Regions from separate parts of the Mus musculus genome. Here regions 1, 2 and 4 are each linked to region 3. Evidence: chromatin contacts called from public Hi-C and HiChIP or PLAC-seq data. All regions are on one chromosome and are shown on one strand. The core of a region is the stretch at or near the end of the contact, and the rest is flanking DNA. Distances in the headings are between cores, read along the strand shown.

Region 1 (6,004 bases), core at 3,141-5,640, 630 kb before region 3:
CTGTGGGGTGGAGTCTAGCCAGAATGCCAGAAGCTTGGGACAGTGTCTGCATGACTTATAGTCACAGAATCATGGAGTTGGGGGCTCTGTGGTGTCAGACTTTGGGAACGTGGCTTGCTTTTCCATCCCTTGTAGAGTTTTCTACTGGGTCATTGGAGCAAGCCTCATTCAACCAAAATAGGCTGCCTATCACAGTCCCACAGCCATAGTTAATAGAACACTTTGAGGTCACTTAAGACTGCTATCCTACTGTGTACTCAGCCTGTTTATTTAACATGCCTTTAAGAGAATAATAAGCAACCTTACTTGCCTTTATTTCCCATCTAATCAGCTTTATAGCCTAAGTTAATACATATCTGTAATTTTAAACTATGTGCTCTTCCATGACCCTTACCCTTGAGTAATGTCATAAAAATCATTTACTGAAACAGCAAACAAGATGAAATTGGACTCATAAAATGAGTACCCATTATCAATGTTGAACATAACATAAAGAATATTGCTTCATAAACAATGATGTTTGTAATATTGTTTGTTATCTGGGTCAGCTGGAGTCAGTGACTTAACCCCTTGTAAAACACTACTGAAACATTTTGTAAAGTATCCTTCATTCCTTCTCCATGTGACACTTTCTTTTCCAGTGAATACAGAGCAAAGCCCCTTTGTTAGGGACATACACAGACAGTCAGATTTGACAGCTTTCAGGCAGGCACAGAGTCAGACCCCTACAAGAGATAGCCAGGAACAACAGAAGACACAGGGCGAGAGAAGTAGGAAATTCAAATCTCTGTTAAAGTACATCAAGCAACAATGCCCCCCAAACTTCCTTTCCTCCATGCAACACTGACACATTATTGGTGACTCTGGGTTTATAATTAATGCACTCACACTGACCCCAAGTATGTTCCAATTTCTGAGGTGATATGGACATCTACTTGTAGGCATAATTTTTTTCCAAGCTACTTTAATAAGAGTTCAACTTCTCCTTTAGTCCACCATCCACCAGAGGTAGTGGAAGAGAAAAGTTATTAGGACACGGGGTAAGTAGACCTGTTTAGAAATCGTTCTTTGGCGGAGAGTCCAGTCTTCATTGTCAAGATATCAGCAGTTCAGTCCAGTAGCAAACACCAAATATGAATCAGCAGCTGCAGTCCAGTTCTCTGGGCAGACACTACACACAGACCAGCAAGAGCAGTTCAATCCAGAAGAAACCCCAAGGCTCTCCAACTGGCTTGAGGCTGCAGAAGGAGCAAGAGCTGCAGGAACCTCACCAGACATTCTTTGGCAAGTTTCTTCCAATGTTGTCACTACAAGCAGAGCTCAGCACTGCAATGTAAGGTGAACCAATACATGCATGTCATTTGCGAAGAACAGAGGGGCAGAGCAAAGCAAACCAATGCTCAAGCTTCCACTGTCTGTGGGGTCATGTTTATATTCCTTCTGAACATCATGCATCCTTTCATGTGTTTGTTATAGTAAAACATACTGTCACTTGTGTCTGCTTCAGAAAAACATTTTTTCACACGTCTGCTTTAGCAAGGCATCCTTTCGCCTGTGTGACCCAACAAAACATCATTTGACATCACCGACTTTCCAAAGAAACTAGAAGTCTCCACTTACTCTGTTCACCTCAGATAGGGCACCATAAACAAAGCAAAGAGTCCACCCATATGAGGCTTAGTCAAGCAGTGAGACTATCCCCACACTAATACCCACCTCCTTCATCTCCACCTCTATGTGCGTATTTGAAAGTTCAAGTGACTTCCTGAGAGTTCCATCATGGGTCATACAGACAAGACTTAAGCAAGAACTTCTGATCACCAGGTTCATGGCTTTGTTCATTATGCTACTGAAGGAAAAAAAGATGGAGTTATGCTGAAATGGAATTTTGATGAACAGGAAGAAGAGAACCAACACATAAACTTTTGAAACACTAATACACAAGGCTTCCCTTGTGGTAAAAAGTGGAAAGTCTAAGTTTAACAATTGTCATCGAAGGTAACTGGGAACTGCCACAGCTTGCCAGAGGGCATATAAATTGGATCATCAACTCAGAAAACAATTTCCCAGGGCCTTGTGAAGTTCAAGATGAATATGCTTTAGGCTACAACACTGAAACAATCTTTTAAATGCATCCAGTATGAATACTTTTTAAAATCAAAGTCTTATCTAGTTTCATGAGACCCGAGCCTTCTTAATCTGGGGTATTCTTCTCAAGAAAGAGAATATATTATAAACATAAGTAGTTGTCAGCTTAGAACAGAAGAAAGAATTGTAAGAAGTTTCTGGTTTAAGTTAGCTAAAGTGTGTTGTGTAGAACCCTGTCAAAAATCTTCCCAGAGAGGCTACAGAGATGTCTCAGTTTTTAAGAGCACTGGATGCTCTTTAAGAGGACCTGGGTTCTATTCCAAGCACTCAAATGGCAGCTCATAACTGTCTATGACTCCAATTTCAGGAGATACAACATCCACTTTTGGTCTCTGTGGATACCAGGAACATATTCGGTACATAGATAGATACACATGCAGGCAAAACACCTATACAAGTAAAAAAAATTTTTTTTTTACTTAAAAAATAATCCTTCACAGAGTTTAGGGGTAACACTGACAGAATTCACTGCACAGATAAAAAAAATAGCAGAGAGTAACACCATAGACATTTCATTTCTGATTCTCACTCCAAGTCACTTCAGGAAACTTTGTGAATCAGAGAAAGTCTGGTAGCCAAGTCTTTATGTTGTAAGAGGAACAATTCATGGGTGTTTAATCACTAGGGTAACAAAATGAGTAAGAACATGGATGAAACAAGACTGTAAGTAACTTGGGGTATACGGCAAAAACTCTAAACTTCAGTTTCTTCTAAGCAAGAGTGACTGTGATGATGGAGTTAAGACGTGAGGAGTTCTTGGCAGGGAACAGCCACTCTGTGACACTCTACCTATCATTATGGCTGGCACGGTACAACATTCACGTTAGAAATGTCATTCCTGCTGCTATCGGGAAGGCGATGAATCTAAAGGCAGACGTGTGGATCCAAACACTGAAAGCAAATCAGAAGATAGAATTTAACACAGTAAAGGATAAACGGGAGCAGTTGGGTCTGAGCACAAAGCTTGCAGGCAGTGATCAGCTTTCACTACACACTTTAGATTACCCACTGCTAATTTCCCATTTTACCCACTGGGGTCCCTTTCCCTTGAGTTACTGAACAATGGTTCTCTGCTTAGTTTCCTAATTAACCCTTTGCCTTAAGTAGAGGAAGATAGTCTCCCTGAGACTTAGCAGAGCAAAGAGGAGGAAGAAAGATGAGACAGAAGAATTAACCTGAAGAGAAATTGAGCTTGCTGGTTGCTGGTTTCACTTTTTTTTTTGGGGGGGGTATCGAATATACTTTTATACTTTAAGATATAAGCTATCTCTACATATTTGGAAGGCTACAAGTTTTTGATTTTTCCTTTCTCAAGGTTCCAGAAGTGCCCCAAAGTATTTTTATTGGAGATATTTTCAAGTCTGTCCAGAGAAGAGTTTTACAATTCTTTCAGGCCATTTTCCTTCCCAGCAGATTTTCCTGTCCTCCTCTTACAGGAAAATTTCTGACATTCTCATCTGGAAAAATTCTAACCTTCCTCAAACTCAGCCTAATTATCTCTTTCTCTGGGTCGCCACTCCACTTACCACACACATATCTATGTGTGCTCTTGCTGGGTATAATGTGATGGTTTCTCTCGGTTTCTGTCTCACTGTCTCTTTGTCTGTCTCTGTGTCTCTATCTCTCCCTCTCTGTCTCTGTTCCCCAACCAACATCTTTTCATCATAAGCTCCTTGATGAACAGGACTATGTATGGTGTCTCATCGTGGCAACTTAATTAGTCCTTATTTTGACCTTTTCTTGTTTAACTAGATAAAAGCATTATCATGTGTCTCACTGAGTTACGAAAAAATATTTTTGTGTAAACTTAAAATGTAGCTGAATATATGCAAAGGCCATTTTTTTCTTTTCAAACAAATGCAAGTAAGAGAAAAGATTTGCCCATTCTGGCAGGCAAAGCTCCTTTTTAAGCAACGAATTGTTTGGCTACCACCCAACAGTGACTTCAGCAGGTACTACGTCTGGAGACTGACTTCCCAGAGCTCAGAACTCCTCTCCACCCCTAAGACTCTGCACAGACACTTGCCTTCTGCATCTGTCAATACTGCCCACAAGTATTCCTCAGTCTCCCTAGAGATGACCCAACAGTAGCTATTTCTGAGAAACCTGAGACAGCCCTTGCGCCTTAGCCCCGCCCACCTCAGCTCCTGCACCGCCCCTACCGGTGCGGCGCCTCACGAGCTCCCGGACACAATCACGCATGCTCAGACTCCACCCAGCGTGATGACGGAAGAGCGAGCACGGGGTGACGTAGCTCAGTTGCAACGTGCTTTAAGTCTGGGTCTGCACTCCGGTCCCATGTACGGTGTGACACTGACCGCTGTGTTCCGTGTAGTCGAACCTTCTGTGCTTTCGGGAGCGGGACGCGGAGGTGGGGTCCCGTGGGAACTGCTCGGGGCGCGGAGGGAAGAGCGACAGGAGCGCATGACGGCAGGACTGCGCGGCTGAAAAAGGCTGCTCTCGGGGACTGTGAGCCGGGACGTAGCCCGGCATCCCGTGGAACCCTGTCCGGTCTCGCCATGCTCGGGGCCCGGCGCCTGCTCGGCGCGCTGCGCCTCTGTTCCTCCGTTTCCTGCCCCAGGCCCCGCGCGTCTGCCAAAATGCGCGTGCGGGACGCCCTCAGGGTCCAGGACGCGAGAGGGGAGTGCGTAACGGTGCAGGTGGGTGTGTGGAAAGACTGCTGCCTGAGCTTGCTTGACTTGAGCTGTCTCCAGAGTCTACACTTCTGGGACCGCACTGTTATTTTTGCAAATCGTTCTGACGATCACAAGTGCAGCAGCTGAGTTTTCATGACACCTAGGGGTTTCTTGTAAACACTTTAATCATGCGGAAAAGTTGAAATGAACACTCCCTTATTTATTTATTTATTTATTTAGTTTTATAGTAATAACTTGGGATGCTTTGCCCTAGTTCCTTGAGAACAGAAATTCTGTCTTTCCTTTTTTCCTGTTCACCTGGCTGGCAGGAAATAGTGGTTCCAGGTGTGTCCAGCCTTTTGACATTGCAACATGAGGTCTCCACCTACCAAGTTCATACTTGAGTTACCGCCTCTACCCTCCAGTTAAAAAGTCTCAAAGTTTACGAGTCCGTGTTGGGCTGCATTCATAGCTATCCTCAGTTGCTCACTGCGGCTCATTGTACACAAGTTGGACACAGGAGAATCCATACCTTTTCAATTTCAGTCACTCAGGCTCCTGAGATTTCCATGTATTTAAACTAGGAGAAAGAGCAGAATGTTGTAGTTTGACAAGCTAAGGGCTGCAGTTGCCTTGGCTTAATTCGCTTGCCCTACTATGTAGCTTGTTACTTATAGGCATGTCACGACAGTGCCTCAGGCCCCAGTTTCTCTTATGAAAATGGAGATAATAGTCTATATTTTGGAGAGTTCTGAAAATTAAACGGGTTAATGAAGACAGGCTATTTAGAACAGAGGCCTCTCAGTCAGTGTTAGATGCTGTTATTTGTGACAGCTTTGAATAAATTCCTAAAAGCACAGAAAGAGTAAGACTGGTGCTTGGCTGTTTCCTCTTGAATTACTGAAATAAACTAATAGGTCTTACCCATATTCCTGATATCTGGCACTATGACCAAGCTGTTCTTCCTTGCATTTCTTTGGGTTTATTACTTGTTCCATGATCCCAATCAAAAGTTATCAAAACTGTTTGCTGTACTCTTTGTACCTTGATTTGTGTGATGAACAAAAGAAGAGTCAAAGATGAACTGAACCTACTACGGAGGTAACAGACCTTTTATTTGGGTGCTTAGTGGTATAATATGGAAACTGCTAGTCAACTTGTGGCTCTGAGCACCTGAGTGTGTTTCAACTGCATGGAGGTGTGTTGTAAGAGTAAAATAT
Region 2 (5,437 bases), core at 2,741-5,240, 780 kb after region 3:
TTGGGGCTAGCCTGGCTCAGGGCAGCTGGGGCTATATAGTAAGATTCGGTTTCAAAACAAGGAAGCAAGCAAACAAACAAAAATGCCTAAAAGGCGTTCAAGCACATAGAAGGTGACAGTGTCACCAAAGGACACTTCGGCCTGTCCCATGCATGCTCAGCAATTATGTCTGACCACCCTGCAAAACCAGGAAGGTCAAAGGCACTGCACTGGTCTTAAGACTGTCTAGAGAGTCTAGAGAGGTTCAGCGACTTGTCCAGAGTCACATGGCCACTGACGAGACAAAGGTTGGATCCAGGTATTCTGAACCTAGCACCTGGCCTCCTTCATGGTATGAGTGGGGCCTGGGACTTCAGCACCCTCCCACCAGAAGAATGTCACCCACAGGGTGATAGACAAGGCCCTAAATGCTATTTTCCCCTTCCAGCTAATCTTTGGGGAAATTGTCAAGTTCCCACTGATCTGCAGCAGCATGTGAGAACGCAGGGAGAGGTTGCATGGGGCAGGAGAGAGGGGACCTGAAGGCTGGGTCCTTACAGGACTTCATGTGACACCCCAGTCTCGAAACACGGAGAGCTACTGGTGCTGCTCCCGGCAGGGCCCTGGACGGATTACTTAAGATAAAGGAAGGACTTAGCCTGAGCTGGCCCCAGAGCGTCTCAGTGAGTGTTGTCTTGCCTCTGTGAGTGACTGCAGGGCCAAAAAAGAGATGCTAAGACACATCAGAAGGAGGAGAACCCAGAAGTTATCCCTGGAGGTCTTGGATTCTGTGTCACATCCAGGGCCCTGATCAAGTTTCCCTGGGATCTGGGAAGGTGACTGACAGAAGCCAGAGCAAGCTGAAGTAGGGGGTGCCACCTATGGTCAAATGAGAAGCTGGCACCAAATCAGCAGTCACTCCTGGGCAGGTAGGTCACTGTCTGTCCTCTTCCTCACCCTGCAGAGGTCATACTCGGGAGAACTCTGTAGCCCTCTGGCCTCTGGCCTCCACTTCTAAACACTGCCAAAGCTCTACACAAGTGCCCAGTGGCTGGGCACCAGAGTACAGCCTCCAACTGAAGACCAAGCCCCCACCACAGTGCCTCATCTAAACCCAATTCCACAAAGACAGCCTCTCAGGCTGAATATCCGTCACTCCCCAGGGACTTCTTTCTTTGCACAGGCTACTTCTTTTGACAAAGATGGCAAAGCCCTCCCGCTTTGTCTTCCACAAATTCCCACTTGTTTGATTCAAAAGCTACCTTTTCGTGAGGCCTTCCCAGCCTAACCTGGCTTTCATCCCCTGAAGGGCCACTGGGCTATGGCTGTCTAAGAATGTGCCGAGCTCCTCTCTAGCGTGGATACTAGCATGGTGGGGGCAGAAACCAGAGGAGGAAAATGACAGGGACAGAAAGGCTTCCTTCTGCTTGGGTGCTTCCTGGAACTAAGGGTTTGGCTAAGTGGTTAAACCAGGTTTAAAGTTGAGGGTTCATGTTATTTCTGCCTCCTCTTGTATTCACACAATGTATGTAACCAGACACCCAAAAACCAATCTCCGTTTATTAGCACATGTAGTCATTTGTTATGCTATTTACCAGTCACAACACCATCAGTGAACAGGGATCAAAATTTCCCTTCAAAGGAGCCTGAGAATCAGACAGGTGACAGGACACATGCCAGGTGATAGAGGCTATGGAAGGAGAGCACAACTCCCAGACTTCCTGACTGGAAGACATGCAGCACCCTGCCTTCAGACAGGCCTCCCAGACTCCATCACCGTCCAAAGGCCAGAGGAAAAAATGATCAAACACCCCCCACCCCAGCCCCATGGTTCTGTTTTCTCCAGCAGCTCTCTGCACTCAGGCTCAAATGGGAGATCAGACTGATGCTCAGCGACTGGCCTCTGCCTTCCCTCCCAGCCTTTGGGTAACTCCTATTCCCCAACACCCTGAACCCTGACAGGAAGAGAAGTACCCGTGTGCTGTTTCCAGAACACACAGAACCCTGCATGTACTGTGGGAGGCCTTTCCAGCTTCTGCCACCTCTTGGCAAACTTCAAACCCCTGAGTAGAGAGAGTCACCTGCTCAGCCAGGTCTGCTCCTATGGGACCTGCCTGTCTTAGCACTTGCTTTGGCAGGACACTTCCGAAGTGGGGCCAGATGTCTTCAGGAAACTCCCAGGCTCAGCGTCCTGAGAAAGGATAGGGAACCCAATCAAGTACATTGTCTCTGCGGTGAGCCAGAAGTTACAATTAAAAAGAAAATTGGTCAGGATTCCATCTCTTGCCGAGTCTGTCATGTAAAAGATAAGCGACACCAGCTTTTGTCTTTTCACTGGTCAGTACTCCAGGCTGGTGCATTCCAGCCTCCCTAGGAACAAACTGATGCCTGGGAACACAGTTGTTTCCAGGCTCTGCGATCTCTGGTAATCAGGAGAATCAAGAGAGTACAGAGACCGTCCACACTCCCTTTCTCATAAGGAAGGTCTAGAAACGAAAAGAAAGTGACCATCGTTGCCTTTCCCAAGTTTGTCCCCCACTCCCACTCCGACGGGGTAGTACTGACCAAAGTTCTAAGTTACAAACTGGGGTGGATGGTTGGGGAAAAAAAGTGTTTGACTTATCTTTGCCACCCAGGATCAAAAGCTCGGACAGGATGGAGCCCCTCCCACTCTGAGGGCTTTGCAAGTCTAGACTTATCCGAAAGGCTAGCATGGAGCAAGAAAGGATCAAAGTTTGAGTCACCTCTGAGCCTGGCCAAGTGTGGGCGGGAGCCGCTTTCAGCTAAGCTCGCCACGCTGGTTACCACCACGGTGCGCTCCGCTCCCACGGCATAGAGTTCTTCTCACTTCATCCACATCAGTGACCGAATCTCAACGGGCTCTGCAACACGCCCGTGCCCTACGTGAGCCATTGGCCATCCCTTGGGAAACTAGTGTGTGGAAAGCCCCTTTTCATCACAGCCCAATCAGGGCTAGGGGCCGCGAGCAGGCCGGATGCAGACAAACCGTGGCTTTTCTCACCTACTGGATTGGAAGGTTCGTCCCCTCACTCTGGGGTCGGGTTAAAGCAGAGCCGGAACTCAAAGCCAATCAAGTCTCTCCACCAAACAGACTGATCTCAGTCCGCACTCACTCTGTCCCCGGAGCGCAGAGCAGACTACTGCCAGCAGTACGCTATTCCCGGGTCTCTGGCCTCAGGCCGGAGCCCAGACCAGCGGTGTCCCCTCCCTCCTCCCACTGGGGTCCAGTGAGGGTGTCCCGCACGCTCCGCCCAGTCCTGGCCCGGGCCAGTCGCCAGGCACTGCAGATCACCCCCAACCCACCAAATCCATCTCATCCCCTCCCGGCTCAAAGGACCTCCGGAGGTGAGACAGAGAAGGGCTGCCAACAGGCGTTGCCGGAGGAACCCAGAGAAAAGTTTGAAGCCAAGTAGGGGGAAAACGATGGACAGAAAGGGAGCAGAGAGTCGGGGCAGCTTCAGGGCTCTCAGTGCGCACATACCCCACAGATACTCAACTCAGACACGTCGACAAGCATAGACCACGTATGCGGACACTAGGAGCGCCCACCGGTCCCCACAACCAAACGCAAGGCTGCAAAACGGGGACACTGGAGCGAGATAGCCATGCAAAGCCACGCACACACAAAGGCAAGGCAGATGCTGGCTTCCGAACCCAAATCCACAAAAGACCCAGTACCGTGAGATGCACGTGTTCTTACAAAGACCCTGGAGGCGCCGGCCCACGCCCACGACCCCCAGGCAGAGCCTTTGTCTCCTGAAAGCCCTCACCCTTGCTCCCCCGACTCTATGGCTCGGTGTCCCGGAAAAGTTGAGGGGCCTTGGCAGGACCCGGACCCGCCCCTCGCGCTGGCCTGCTCACGGGATGGGGCGGTGAGGTTGGAGTCCCGGGCTCCAAACCTCCAAATGCGCGCCGATCTCGCTGCGCCTCCCGACAGCACCCACCTGGCAGGTCTGCAGTTGTCGCCTCGGCACGCTCACCTAGGCGACCCGGCGTTGGCCCATGGGCCGGCGCTTTTCTCCGCGCCGCTCGTCCCGCCCCACGTCCCCGCCCGCCGCCGGGCTCCCCTTGCTCGGCACCCAGTGGCTGCACCGGCAACAGGCCAGGAAGCTCAGGGAGCGTCGTTAAAGTGCAAGTCTAGGGGGGCGTTTTAGCAGCCCTGCCCCCGCCGGCCGAGCACGGGTTCCACCCTAGGGAGCGTCTAAAAAGTGCGCGGTTCCCTCCTACTCCACAAGGCCTCTCCCAGCTTCCTGCAACCCGGATCCCTGCCCCCTCTGCCTTCCTTCAGTTGCGCGTCCCAGTAATCTCAGCAGATGGCCGCTGGGTCGGGAACATCTGGAGGTCGCCAGTGTGTGTGTGTGTGTGTGTGTGTGTGTGTGTGTGTGTGTGTAGGAAAGCAGAATTAGTTGGCAAGAATGGGTGGGTGAGGGTTTTTCTCTCAAATTCTCCCCTACCCCACTTAAAAAAAAAGTTTTAAAAAAGGTCCAGAGTCACTAATGGGTGTGTTTGAGAAAAGAGACAAGGCAGAACAGAAGAGAGAGAGAGCAAAAGCAGGAAAGCTGGCAGACACCAAGTGAGGGAGAAAGCAACAGACTTAACAGACATATTTTTTTTCCTGGAGGGAAAGTCAACTTCTGGCTGGATTTCCAAGAAGGGAAACTGCTCTGTAGTAGCGGCTTAAGTCTTCCATCCTCTTCTGCCGAAATTATTTGCATATATATATATATATATATATATATATATGCAAATATATATGATATATGACATGTGTGTGTTTGAAAAAAAATACATGAGTGAAGAGAGAAATTGCCTGCTGCAGGTACTTCTATCCACATACCCAGACAGTGCCTATCTCCAGAGGGAAGTAAAGGGTTAGAGGGAAGTGTGGTATTGTCTCTGGACCTCCCAGGAACTTGCCACCTTGGAAAGGGCCCCTGGGTGGGGAACTCCAGCCATGTTTCCCTGCCGTGGCCCAGGCTTGTTGCACACAGTCTTTTCATTTCTTTCTTCCTTATTATTTAAAAACAGAAATCTTTGCTTGGGCTTGTGCGTGTCTGCCCGAGGAAAAGGAAGTTCCCAGTCAGCAAAGTCAAGTTCACACTCAGAAGAAAGTGGTTGTTCAGACCCTTCCCTTCCCTCCACCATGTGGCCCTGGGGACTCACCTGGGCTGAACCCTGCTATTAATGAGGAGAGGGGACAATGGTCCCTGTCTCCTAGGAGGGGGAGGCAGGATAACTGTCAGTGTGAAAGCCTAGCTCTGGAGAAAGAATGTTTCAAAAAGCCAAAAGAGGGAAAGAAAAAAAAAATCCATCATCCTTGGGAATAGGAGGTCTTTAGGGGAATCTTTTTACTGTGGCCTCGTCTGAAATCGTATCCAAGTGGGCAGGGTCACCCTTACAATTTAGTGCTATACTACCAATTTTCTTGGAGCCTCCT
Region 3 (5,760 bases), core at 439-2,938:
TTATAAAGTAATTAGGGATAGGACTCAAGTCTGGTTCAACTCAAACTTACTTCCTGCTCCTAAGCATACAGTATACTGCTTCCTAAGCTGCAGGTTCTATTTATTTTCCATTGTTGATGACTTTCCCCATTCTGGGATTCTTTCTGAGAGAATGCTACAACCAACTCTGGAATGGAGTAGAACTCTGCTTCCTAACAAGCTTACTGCTGTGCAGCGAACTCCCAGCTTTCTAAGTAGAATCCTAGCTCACCCTCTAGACCTTGGCCAACTTAGAGCCTGAGCTGAGCCCAGAGTCTTCTTAGCATCTTAGTTCCCGAGTAGAGAGTGGTTCCTCAGATTTGGTCACCCAGCAGAGGCAATTCCTCATTAGTGATCCACAGAGTACCTTAGGCCCTGGTCCACCGGTTCCATCTGGCAAGGAAGCTCTTTAAACAGGACAGTAAAACAACTCAAAACAGCTTCAGGAAGTCCCTGAAACTAACCAGATTCATTAGGTCTCTCTCTGTCAGAGCAAACAGTAAAAGGTGATCGTCTCTCTCAAACTAAAGGAAGTTGAGCTGAAAAAAAAAAAAAAAAAGCCTCTCAGACAAGCTGCACTGCAAAGAAGACTCTGAGATGGGACCAGCTGCCTGGGAGGAGCAGAAGCCAGCTGAGCTGCCTGGAAGAGGTTCAGACCAGAGTCACTTGGAAAGGACATGCCAACGCAGTGAGCTGCCTGCAGGCTGTGCAGTTTTTATAATCTGTCACCCATGCTGGGGTGGGCCCTGGGGTCGCAGCTGTCTCTGAGTCATTCCTGCTCCTGTAAGTGACCCCTTATCCATGCTCCTGTTAAAATAAAACGCATTGGTTCGCCAAGTTGGACTTTGGTGTTATCTGTACTTCGGTCTGTCGGTGGGAGCTCTGTCTGGGGTGAGATGTGTTTACCGTCCCCCCAGGAAAAGTTTGGTCACACAACACTCAGGAGAGGGCAACACCCCTCAGCAAACTTTCTGAGACTTCTCTCCAGGGTCCCGCGCCAAGCCACAACCGCACCTTTCCTTCTCCTAACCTCTCTCCTCCCTGCCATTCTCTTTTGCTGCATCTTGGTGTCTCTCTTCAACTCCCTCTCTGTCTCTCTCTCTTGGTCGTCTCCGTTCCCAGATCCCGCAGAAAACTCACGCAGCGCTTCTGTTCGCGGTTGTTCCTCCAGTCGGATCCGTGCTTCACCTTTCCCTGCAGCTAGCCGAGGGACTCTGAGCCACAGCGGTTCAGCCACCAGGCCTGGAATTCGCCTTCAGCCGGCCCACACCCGAAGCTCCGCCCCCTCCCCCCATTGGCTATCGTTCTTAGAAAGTCCCGCCCCCAACCTCTCCGCCCCGCTTCCCTTGTTTTCATTCCCCCTGTCACACGAGGCAGTAGCGACCCCGAAGTGGGAGGGAAGAAGTCGGAGCCTTGAAGTCGTAGAGGGAAGGGGACGGGAAGAGGGCGGAAAGTGAAGGGCCCAGAGTGCCTCTCTGTCCCCGATCTAACTCAGTTCTCGACTGCTCCGGGCCGGCGTGGTATTGTGGGATCGCGGCGCCTGGCGCGAGACGCTCGCCGCCGCAGGGGCGTCCACTCGAGAGCGCCTCCTGTCGTCCGTAAAGCTACCCTGCCATCCCTCGGTCCCCCCAACTCCTCCCGCCCCCCCATCCCCTCCTCCTCCATCCTCCAGTTCAAAATGGCGGCGGCGGCGGCGGCGGCGGCGGCGGCAGCGGCAGCGGCGATGGCTCCTCCGGGCTGCCCGGGTTCGTGCCCCAACTTCGCCGTAGTCTGCTCCTTCTTGGAACGCTACGGGCCGCTGCTGGACCTGCCCGAGTTGCCGTTCCCAGAGCTGGAGCGGGTGCTGCAGGCGCCGCCGCCAGACATCGGCAACGGAGAAGGTAAGCGATCGGCCCGAAAGCCCGGCGGGAAGCGGCCCTGGCGCGCTTTAGCTCTCCATAGATACCCTGGGGCTCTGCGGCCGTCCCTCGCCAGGGATTGGCCTCCGCGGAGTCCCTACTCCTCGTAGCCCGGGGGTTCCTGGGTGCTGGGGAGGCGGGGCGGAGGCCCCCTAGGGCCACCGTGCCCCGCGGGGACGGAGGTGGGGGCGTCGCGGACCGGGTGTGGGCTAGGGCCCAGGAGGGGGTATTGTGCCGGCCTGACGCTCTGGGGCCGGGTCCCCCGCGCCGGTGTTGCCTCCAGTTCTTACCCCTTTAGGTGGCGGGGGAAGGGGAGCGCAGGTTCCGGCCAGCTTTGCGCTTTTCTCTTCCCCTCCTCCCACCAATCCGCCCCACCGTCTCCCGGGAGGCTGGGCCCATCTTCTCTCGGCGCCCCCTCTGCTCACTCCACCTGAGTGGGCGGGGGCCCGCGGACACTCCGCTCTCCCGGTGGTGGGAACTCCCCCGAGAGAGTCGGCTCCTGCCTTTTCCCGTCCCCTGGAGGGCTGGTCTAGCCCCCCAAACTCCTTCCTCCTTGGGAGATCTGAGTCTATGACCAGAGAGGGGGCTTCCCCCCTATTCTCGCGTAGGAAGGGGAAATGAACTCGGCCCAGCTTCTCCGCTCTGGGTAGGAGAGGGTTAATATCTCCTCCTCCATAGTTTTTCTCCTCACCACCTCCCCCAAAATAATAGAAAAGCATCTCTCCACTTTTCTCTATCCCTTCCCCCTATCTCAGCTACAGGGCTTAAGGGAAGAAGTCACTCTTCCATTTGCTGGCTGGGGTGGGGTGGTTAGTCTGTAGGCTGGAGGAGGGGCTCAGATGGCTGGGGAAACAGTTGAAGAAGGTGCTTGTTGCTCATGTTTCTCTCTGGTGCCGCTGGTCTATTATTGGTGTTCGCAAGTGGTGCTCCTTCCACATAAGGCCACCGCGCGGGTTCAGGGCGCATGCTCTGCCCGGCCCCATTGAAACTTCCTGCTGCTGCTGCTGGTCGTGGTTCTTTTGCTGGAGCATCTCAGCGCTGTGTTTGCTGCTTGCAGTCTTTACACGCTGAGCGCTAACCCTCTCCCCTATTAGTCCCGATCCATTCCGCTCCTTTTCTGGTACTTTATTTCCCTAGGAGAAGCCTAATTTGTGTACTCCGAACATTGCCTTTGTTTAGCGACAGCCCTTGGCAAAAGAAGAAACGTTTCCCAAATAGGTCTTCTTTTCTTCTTTTTCTTTTGATCTGTGCGTAGATGACCAGGGTGGACTGGGTATTGTACAAGGCATGATAGCTGTGACCTTTCTAAGAAAGCAGAGTTGCTTTTTTGTTCTGTATAGAAAATACGTTTCCGATATGATGTATTTACATAGCTAAGGAAAGACCCAAGTGTGAACTTATTCAAAGTATTACCTGTAGAGAAAATGTGTGATATACAATGTTATTAAGTATTAATCCTACAGCAGTTATTGGTACAATGGTCGTATACTTTCTTTCCACTTTCTCTTTTGAGACTGGCCTGGAATTCTGTATACCATGCTGGCTTGGAACTCTTAGGAATCCTCCTGCCTCTGCCTGCCTCGTGCTAGGATTAAAGGCATTTGTCACTACGCCAGGCTCTGCATCTCTTTACTGGTTCACAGTTCTTAGACTGTATCTGGCTATAAAAATCTAGTTTTTTAAACTATGAAATCAGAGTTAAATTACTTTAGGTTAAGATTTTTTGCAGACTTTCTTTAAACATTAAGCTTCTAGTGTATTAATTTCATTATCAAAATATATTCACATTCTTTTTGAAGAAAGTAGTCACTGTGAAGTGTAGTAGTACCCTCACTTAATTTTAGGATACTTTAAAATTAATAGTAATTTATTCGTCAGAAAATGTGAGTACTTGAGGGGAAATGTTTTTAGAATTTGGACCAAGTTAAGAGCCAGACATAGATTTTTTGGTGTGCCATTTGATTTTGAATATTGGATAAGCTTTCATTCCCTTAATTTTTAATCATTGTGTTTACTTGGTGTTAGTATTGAAAGAGAAAAGTTATTAGGATAGGTTTGATATTTCTAGCATTGAACTTTGGGCCATTAGCTAAGGAAAAAATGGGAAAGAAGTTGGGCTGAGAGAGACCATTTACCTCAGGCACAGTATTACCATCGATATGGTTGCTAAGAGGACTGATAATAGTAGATTCTGTCGTGCGGAATCTAAGAATAATTGTTAATTAATGTCACACAGTTCAAGACACGTGGCAAATGAAAAGTCTCTCTGAAGGTGAAAGTTTTACTGTGAAGGAAAAAGATGTTCAGGCTTTGGATTATGGCATACCTTACGGTAGTTCAGCTAAGATTGACTCAATCTTTTGGGGAAAGAAAACTAGAAAGAGTTGAAAGACCAGGGTTTGTGTAGAACAGCTTAATATGTGGGTTATAGAACAGTGTGTCTCATTTATATGTCTCTCATTTTCTTCAGCAGACAAAGATAGTGGCTAAGAGCCAAATGAAATGTTACAATTTTTTTTTTTTATAAACAAGGTACTTTCAAATATTCTGGTACTACAAATTAAAGATTTTTTTTAGATTTAAGATGCATAGTATCGTTTACATGTATTAATTGTAACTAGGTTTAAAGTTTTGTGAGGTTGGGAAGGCATGGGGATGTCAGTCATAATCCGTGAGTTCTACTTTGTATAAGTTTTATTAAGAAACAGCTCTGTGCCATTTAAAAAGTTTTAATTAATCTGAGCACGGTGGCACTTGCCTTTAATTTTAGCAGATCTCTGAGACCCAAGCATGCCTGGGCTACAGAGTGAGTTCCAGGACAGCTAGAACTACACAGAGAAACCCCATCTCAAAAAAAAAAACAAACAAGTAAAAACCAAAACAAAACAAAAAAGAAAGTTTTAATTTTGCTGGCAGGATAGCTTAGTGGGTTAAGGTACTGGTTGACAGGCCTCATGATCTGAGATCCCTCTGAGCCTACATAGGTGGAAAGAAAGAACCACTTGCAAGCTGTCCTCTAACCTCTACTAGAGCTTTTTGGCATGTGTATAGAAAGAGTGTGCATGTGTGCACACATGCTAAATTAAAAAAAAAACCTGCTGGGAGGCGGTGGTGCACACTTGGGAGGCAGAGGCAGGAGGATTTCTGAGTTCGATGCCAGCCTGGTCTACAGAGTGAGCTCCAGGACAGCCAGGGCTACACAGAGAAACCCTATCTTGAAAAGCAAACAAATAAACAAAAACAAAAAAAAATTACTTTATGCAAGTTTTGTTTTTTCCTAATGTGAGCAGCCCTTAGAATACACTTTTGTCTTTTTCAGTCCTCTGCTGTGCTAACTGGGGGAATGGAAAGGGGCTAAGTACTTGAATACAGTATTTATTGAGGTAGATTTAGCAATACCATAGCATTCTTAGGTAGAAACTAGTTTACTGATTTGTCCTTGTTTAAATACTTTATGCTCTTTTTCCTAAAAAGTTGCTTGCAAGCTTTAATTTGATATTGTAGCTTCAGTTTTGAGTGCCTTGTTCCTTAGTCAAGAAAGGCCTAGTGGAACAGAAAATAGAACCAGTGTCCATTCTAATTCCAAAACTTGATAAGTTGTTGTGTGCCTCATAGTAATACTCAGTAGGTACTTCTGGTTGTTTAAATATAAAATAAAACCATTAAAAATTCCATTTAGTTTAAAAAAATGATTAATTGTATGTGTCTGAGTGTTTGGCCTGCTTGTCTTCACTTGTGTTCCTGTGGCCTGGGGCCCTTGGAGTCAGGAGAAGGCATCAGATTCCCAGGAACTAGAGTTACAGATGGGAGCCACCCACCGTGTGGATGCTGGGAATCAATCCTA
Region 4 (5,747 bases), core at 1,406-3,905, 540 kb after region 3:
GGGAAAAGAAGTCCAGTCAGGTAGAGGCTCTGGGGAACACCCCTGAGGCCTGTGGGGACCCTGGATCCTCCTTCTGGGGGGTGTCTGTGTGAATCACCACCCATCAGCCCCTTTTAGCCTGGCTTTGGCTTTCTCTGATGGGCCATCAAGCAAGCTTTCAGTCCCTGAATTTTTTCCTGATCTAGAGCTATAGCCTGCCTTTAACACATGGGCCCTGTGCAGCCTTGGGGTTTCCAGCCAGGCTGCTCCGTTGGCCTCTCATAGCCTGAGACAACAGGAAACTCGTGGCTGAGCCCCAGTAGCACCCGGCTTCTCAGCCCAAAGGCTCTGTGCCCGGCCCATCTGGCGCACTGCCTACATTCCTGGCTCCCACATTGGAGACCAAGAAGTTCATGAGTCTCAGGCTGATCACGGGGAAGGGCTGAGGGTCAGAGACCAGAATGGCTCTGGGGAGTAGGGGGCCTGGAAGGCTCAGCTGATGGGCAGCACCTGTGCCTCTTCCCTGGGGAGCTCCAGCTTGGGCCCTGTCACCCTGACTCACTTCTGCCCAGGTCCCCCCTAAGCAAACTTGCTAACTGCTTCCCCAAAGACCTTCTACACTGGGGCCGTTGCATGTGCTTCCTCTGTCTGGAATGTCTGGGACTGGGGGATGAATCATCACTCCTGCCCAGAGACACGTGTCAGCAACCAAAGAAGCCGTGGTGGCAGAGGTGGGAATTCTCACGGCTGGGTTCTGAAGACTAAGTAGGAGTTTGCCAAGAGGAAGAACTGGAATCCGTTTCCAATGGCTAAGCACATAGAGAGGAGGACATGCAGGGTGGGATGTGAGGTACCCAGCATGGCCCTCTGCAGCTCTGAGAGAGAGGAGACGCACTCACCTTCTGCAGAATAACCATGCTTCTACGTCAGCACACCTGCCGGAGTGACCAGACACAGCTCTGTGGGAAGAGACCATGGCACGCCCTGAGCCCAGGCAGCTTGGATCTGCAGGGCCACCTAGACTCCTCCCCAACCCCACCCCTACCCCTCCTCCCTCACGGAAATCTTTCTTGGTTTCCATCCTTCTGATTAAAGCTCAGTCTATGTGACCAGAGCCTCAGTTACCGTCACCACCTCCACTGCCCAAAGCTGCCCTCGTCATCCCAAAGGGCTTTGAAAGGAGTGTAGTCAGCCCTGTACCAGACATCAGCGTGAGGGGTGGGCTGTGCTGGGACAGGGACTAATGTCCTGAGGCTGCCCAAAGTTCAGAGAAGGACTATCTCTTACCCAAGGTCACACAGCAGGGCAGGGAAGACTTGGCACTAAGTAAGATTTGGACTCTGCTCCTGGTTCAGGACTGCTTTAGGAGTTTTAGGACACATGGCAGAATGATCTAACACCTGTTCGTGGCCCTCATCTCTTACCTCATCCAGCACAGAGCTGGACCCAGGAATAGGCTCGAGATGGATTTGCTGCCTCGAGTGTGGTCACCAGAAGCAGCCCCAGCCCATAGGTCTTGGTGTGAGGCCCCTCCATCCCTGCCTGGCCTGCCCCTCGAGTGAGCATTAAGTTTTCACAAGGGTCCATTCAGAGGCACTGGGACATCTGATCCTCTGCCCACGACACTGCCTGACACCTGAGCCCTGACCCCACGCCCTGGGTCTCTATGGGCATATGGTCCTTCGGGAGACCTACACCACGCTGGGGTCCTGGCAGGGGGATAATCCCAAAGGCAGCAGCAGTAGTTATGAGAGCTGGCGTCTGAAGAGGCTGCCTGGCCCCTGCCTCACTCATGCTGGTACAAGGCTGCAGGACAGACTGGGACTGTAGACTTGGAGGGTAGAGCTGAAGACCCATGGAAAAGCTCAGGTCTCTTCTACCCCATGCATGAGGCTCTACCTCTCCATCCCAGACTAGACTAGTGTGTAAGACTGTTGCTTTTCAAATTGAGAACAAAGAACCATAGTTTTTTGTTTTGTTTTGTTTTTTTCCCTAGACCCACAACTGATTTTACCTTGACCCCTGGGCAACCCCAGATGGTAACCTTCATGTTCTTGGGTCACGGATAGAGAATGTAAGGCACACAAAGAAGAAACAACGTGTGCAAGGAGAGATAGATTATCAGGGAGATGACCAAAAGACCAAGCAGAGAGAGGCATCCACACTTGCCCCCCCAGCCTCCACTCCCATCTTTCACCCCTGCCTCTGGATACCCCTGACCCAGCTCCAACCCGGAAACAACTCCACAGGCCCTGTGCTCTTCAGCTATTCCCTCATCTAGGGCATAAGCCTCCATGTGCACGGCTCGGGGCATTTTCTTTCCATGCCTATGGTGGCAAGGCCCCTGTAGGTTCAGGGGAGTCCAGTCCCAGGAACCTAAGGGCAGAGGCTCCAGAGGAGGCCCCAGCCTGTAACTCCTCCCCAGTCCAAAAGTTCCAGCCAGGGCAGCCCATCCTTACCTGGGTTTTATCCACACCCTCCGAGTCACCACCTCCCAGCCAGGAGCCAGGGGTCACAGGTCAGGAGGACTCTGGAAGCTGAGGCTGGAGCCTGCAAATTTTCAGCTCCAGCTTGAGCCTTGATCTGCTGCTGCTGTGGGCTTCCCTTGGGCTACTCTGTTTCTTGTCTCCCTGGGTCACTCTTTCTTTCTGTTCAGGGCAGCTGTCCAGCCTGCACTGCCACCCGCCCTCTCCCTCCAAAGCCTTCTCCCAGGAGGCGGAGCCCTGGGGGCCTCGAAGGTCTGGATGTGGTGACATCAGCATGAGGGGCGGGCTGTGCTGGGGCTGCTGACTAACGTCTAGAGGTTGCCCAAGGTGCTGTGTAAAGCTAACCAGCAGGGATGCAAGGCATAGAAGCTCCAGGGGGCACTGCTGGCCAGTGGGAACCTCGGGCCTGGGGCCAACCATCAGGACCTCAGGGTCTCTTGTCACATGTGTTACTACCTGCCATCTCTGCATGGTTAGGACACCTGATCACGTCCCATCTTCCTCATGATTTTGCTGGGTCTCAGTTCCCAGTAGCCTCCCCTGCTCACCCAGCTTCCCTCGTCAGGGCACTACTAGAGACCATATAAATGAGCAGGCTTGGCAATACCTGGAGCCTTGGCTGGACACAACATCCAAACCAGGACTCCCCAAGATGCACCCCACCCCCAGGCTCTACAACTGGCCCCCACAGCCTGTCCTAGGAGTCTTGAGTGTGCTGTTATCCAGACAGTTTGCAAAGCCACCTGAGTAGGAGCCACCTCACGCAGGACAGACTTACCCGGTGTGTGTGTGTGTGTGTGTGTGTGTGTGTGTGTGTGTGTGTGTGTGTGATTTAAATGTGTGATTTAAAAAAGGGAGTGGGTGGGAATGAACAGGACACAAATACTCATCATGGTAGATGAGGAAGGAGGCTGAAGGACTCCTCTTCCTCTTCCTCCTCCTCCTCCTCCTCCTCCTCCTCCTGAGACCTGGCCCCTTCTTCTGCCCACACTTGCCAGCTGGGACATCTACTCAGGAAAGCTGCTTTTCGGTGGGGGTGGGTGGGTTAAGGTGGGGAGGGGAATAGGGTGGGGTGGAATCTATAGTGGTATGGAGTGGGGAGAATCAATGGTGCAATGGTGCCACCTGCTGGGCACAGCCAACTGCTACAAGACTAAGGAAAAGCCGGTCAACTTCCTCATACCAGGGTGCCACAGTGAGACCAGGGTCCAAGGTTGACTTGCACCCAACGCAGCCTTCACCTACGAAACTGATACTTATGAGTCAGGTGAGTAGCATGAGCCTACACAGAGTGGGAGAGACACAGGTTGGAGCATCCAGAGCCCAATCGACAAGGCGGCAACTGGGGCAGGTGTGCTTCGTTGAGGCTGAGGTGCATGCTGGGAAGGCAGTGGGTGGGTGAGAAAGTGGTCTCAGAACCATAACGGAGACATTTCCTCAGCACCCAAACTCGGCTAAGCAGGTCACCCGATCGGAGAAACCTAGAAATCCATGCTTGTTTTCCCCAAAACAAACCACCTGAGATGGTGTGTGTCCTTACCACCTCATGCTCCACCGTACCTCTCCAGGTTCTGCCTGTTTTCTGCCCTATCCAGAAGGGGCACTGGTTTCTGGCACCTGAGCCTCTTAAGGGCACCACATCTGAACCACTGCAGAACTGGTCTTAGTTCATACAACCCTCGCCCCTTCAAATCCAATCTATCGTCGTATTCCATCATTTCGTTTTCCACAACCCGACCCAGCTTCTACCCGTGGCCCTGCCCATAAATTCCTAGCTCTAGCTACCGCACCTTCCCAGGATCTCTGCTCTGCCACCTCCGTCTGTGGCCTGCATGTAAGTCTCTCCTCTCCACTAGAACAGGGCACAGATCTTGAACTCAGAGACTAAGAGTCAGCTCCTAGGGACACTGCTTATCAAGGACACTACAGTACTTCGATCAGACATGATTTGTACATTTTCCCCAGTTGCTGGAAGGCTGCTGCAGAGCAGGAACTGTGTGCCCCCATGTCCCCAGGGCCTGAGATGGGCAGAGCTCAGCAAAGCCAGCCCCACACTGACTGGAAGCAGGGAACCTGAAGGATTCCACAGAGCTGGGCTCTGACTCACTAGGTAACCAGCAAGGCCAGCTTTTATCTGTGATTCCCAAGGCCTTCCTTGCTCATCCTTCTGACCAGAGGTCAGCTACCCATTGTGCCCTCTGTCTTTACCCTTGTGTGTGGGGGGGTGCGGGGTACGGGAAAAATGAAACAGACAGATCCCTCTAGAGCGGCAGTAATATTTATTCTGAGAAGATAACAGAGTTCCTTTCCCTTGACCCCAGGGCATTGTGGCCTGGAGGAGTGAAGGCCAGGCCCTGTTGGTTCACGTAGAATACACTGTAGGGCTGATCTCCTGCAATTGGAAGACTACAAGGCCTCCTGGGTGCAAACGATAAATGAAGCCACGGCTATCCCTGCTCCACCCTGTCCTCCCTTGTCCAGTCTTCAAGGCTTCTTGGGGACCGGAAGTTCCTTCACAGCCAGGAGCCAGCCTGGCCTAGCTTAAGAGAGAGGAAGCAAGAACAGGGCTGCTGACCCAGTTCTGCTAGAAGTGGGAGGCAGTGGCTAGATGCCAGGTGAAGCATCGACTCGTCTGCTACTTGGTCCCTGCTCGCCCTGTGCCTCAGAGGGATATGGCTGAGCTAAGACCCCTATGTCAGGCCCTGAGACCCAAGATCGTGAGGCTCACCCTCCCTTCTTGACTGCAGTCTTGGTCTGCAATAGCCATCGAGAAGTGAAGTGATCATGTGACCGTGCGGAGTGTATGATAGACTGATACACAGCGGAAGTGGTGTGGCCTTGCTCTTATCCTTGTAAGAGTCCCTCACAAACAGGAGTCTCGAGCCCCATGCTACAGAGGGAGGAAACGAGGCACGGGAGGTTGAAGTGATTTGCTCCTGGTGAAGGGAAGCCCCAGTGTGCAGGAGGGATGCTCTCATCTTTAATTCAGCTCCTAGCCCTTCCTGTGGACCGGGTCCCAGGCCAGAAGAGCCACCATGGAGCAAGATGGCAGTCAGAATCCAGCACCTCCAGCCAGGAAGAGGACCACGTTGGAGGGACCAGAGGCAGAGTGTAACAGTTCCAAAAGGAATTGTGGCTGATAACTCAATTGTATTATTATTATTATTACTATTTATCTACTAAGTCTGGCCTGGAAGCTGAAGGAGGGCACAGAGGGGGACCTGTGAGCCACAGCACCAGTAAACAAGAGTTCCTCAGGAATGCAGGTGGCAGCCAGGAATG

What was found. Hi-C and Micro-C count contacts between places; a contact is called where the count stands out from the background. HiChIP or PLAC-seq counts read pairs in DNA pulled down with a chosen protein or histone mark.
Region 1: a contact with region 3 is called in an H3K27ac HiChIP or PLAC-seq map of extraembryonic endoderm stem cells, with 4 times the contacts expected there. The contact joins the promoter of Nars2 here to the promoter of Rsf1 in region 3. A contact is called at or near these places in 8 of 39 promoter capture datasets (3T3-L1-derived adipocytes, the C10 cell line, the HPC-7 cell line and 4 more), 1 of 484 Hi-C or Micro-C datasets (CD4 T cells), 1 of 115 datasets of contacts at active chromatin or transcription factors (extraembryonic endoderm stem cells) and 3 of 9 other capture datasets (adipose tissue, liver and macrophages).
Region 2: a contact with region 3 is called in an H3K27ac HiChIP or PLAC-seq map of extraembryonic endoderm stem cells, with 10 times the contacts expected there. The contact joins the promoter of Tsku here to the promoter of Rsf1 in region 3. A contact is called at or near these places in 1 of 39 promoter capture datasets (liver) and 1 of 115 datasets of contacts at active chromatin or transcription factors (extraembryonic endoderm stem cells).
Region 4: a contact with region 3 is called in a Hi-C map of muscle stem cells, with 5 times the contacts expected there. The contact joins the promoter of Myo7a here to the promoter of Rsf1 in region 3. A contact is called at or near these places in 8 of 39 promoter capture datasets (HPC-7-derived erythroid cells, the SN4741 cell line, frontonasal cranial neural crest and 5 more), 6 of 484 Hi-C or Micro-C datasets (CD4 T cells, the G1E-ER4 cell line, cortical neurons and 2 more) and 4 of 115 datasets of contacts at active chromatin or transcription factors (acute myeloid leukemia, embryonic stem cells and pancreatic cancer cells).

The regions. Positions count from the first base shown.
Region 1 is chr7:96,947,137-96,953,140 of GRCm38.p6, forward strand. It overlaps Nars2 (asparaginyl-tRNA synthetase 2 (mitochondrial)(putative)), which reads left to right and starts at 4,391. Exons shown (of 14, transcript NM_153591.4): 1 at 4,391-4,808. The coding sequence starts at 4,668.
Region 2 is chr7:98,357,298-98,362,734 of GRCm38.p6, forward strand. It overlaps Tsku (tsukushi, small leucine rich proteoglycan), which reads right to left and starts at 3,991. Exons shown (of 2, transcript NM_001024619.3): 1 at 3,945-3,991.
Region 3 is chr7:97,578,208-97,583,967 of GRCm38.p6, forward strand. Rsf1 (remodeling and spacing factor 1) reads left to right here and starts at 1,689. Exons shown (of 16, transcript NM_001081267.2): 1 at 1,689-1,898. The coding sequence starts at 1,697. It overlaps Aamdc (adipogenesis associated Mth938 domain containing), which reads right to left and starts at 1,290. Exons shown (of 5, transcript NM_001177945.1): 1 at 1,159-1,290.
Region 4 is chr7:98,116,838-98,122,584 of GRCm38.p6, forward strand. Myo7a (myosin VIIA) reads right to left here and starts at 2,656. Exons shown (of 49, transcript NM_008663.2): 1 at 2,439-2,656; 2 at 879-938. The coding sequence starts at 896. It overlaps Capn5 (calpain 5), which reads right to left. Exons shown (of 13, transcript NM_007602.4): 13 at 4,722-5,747.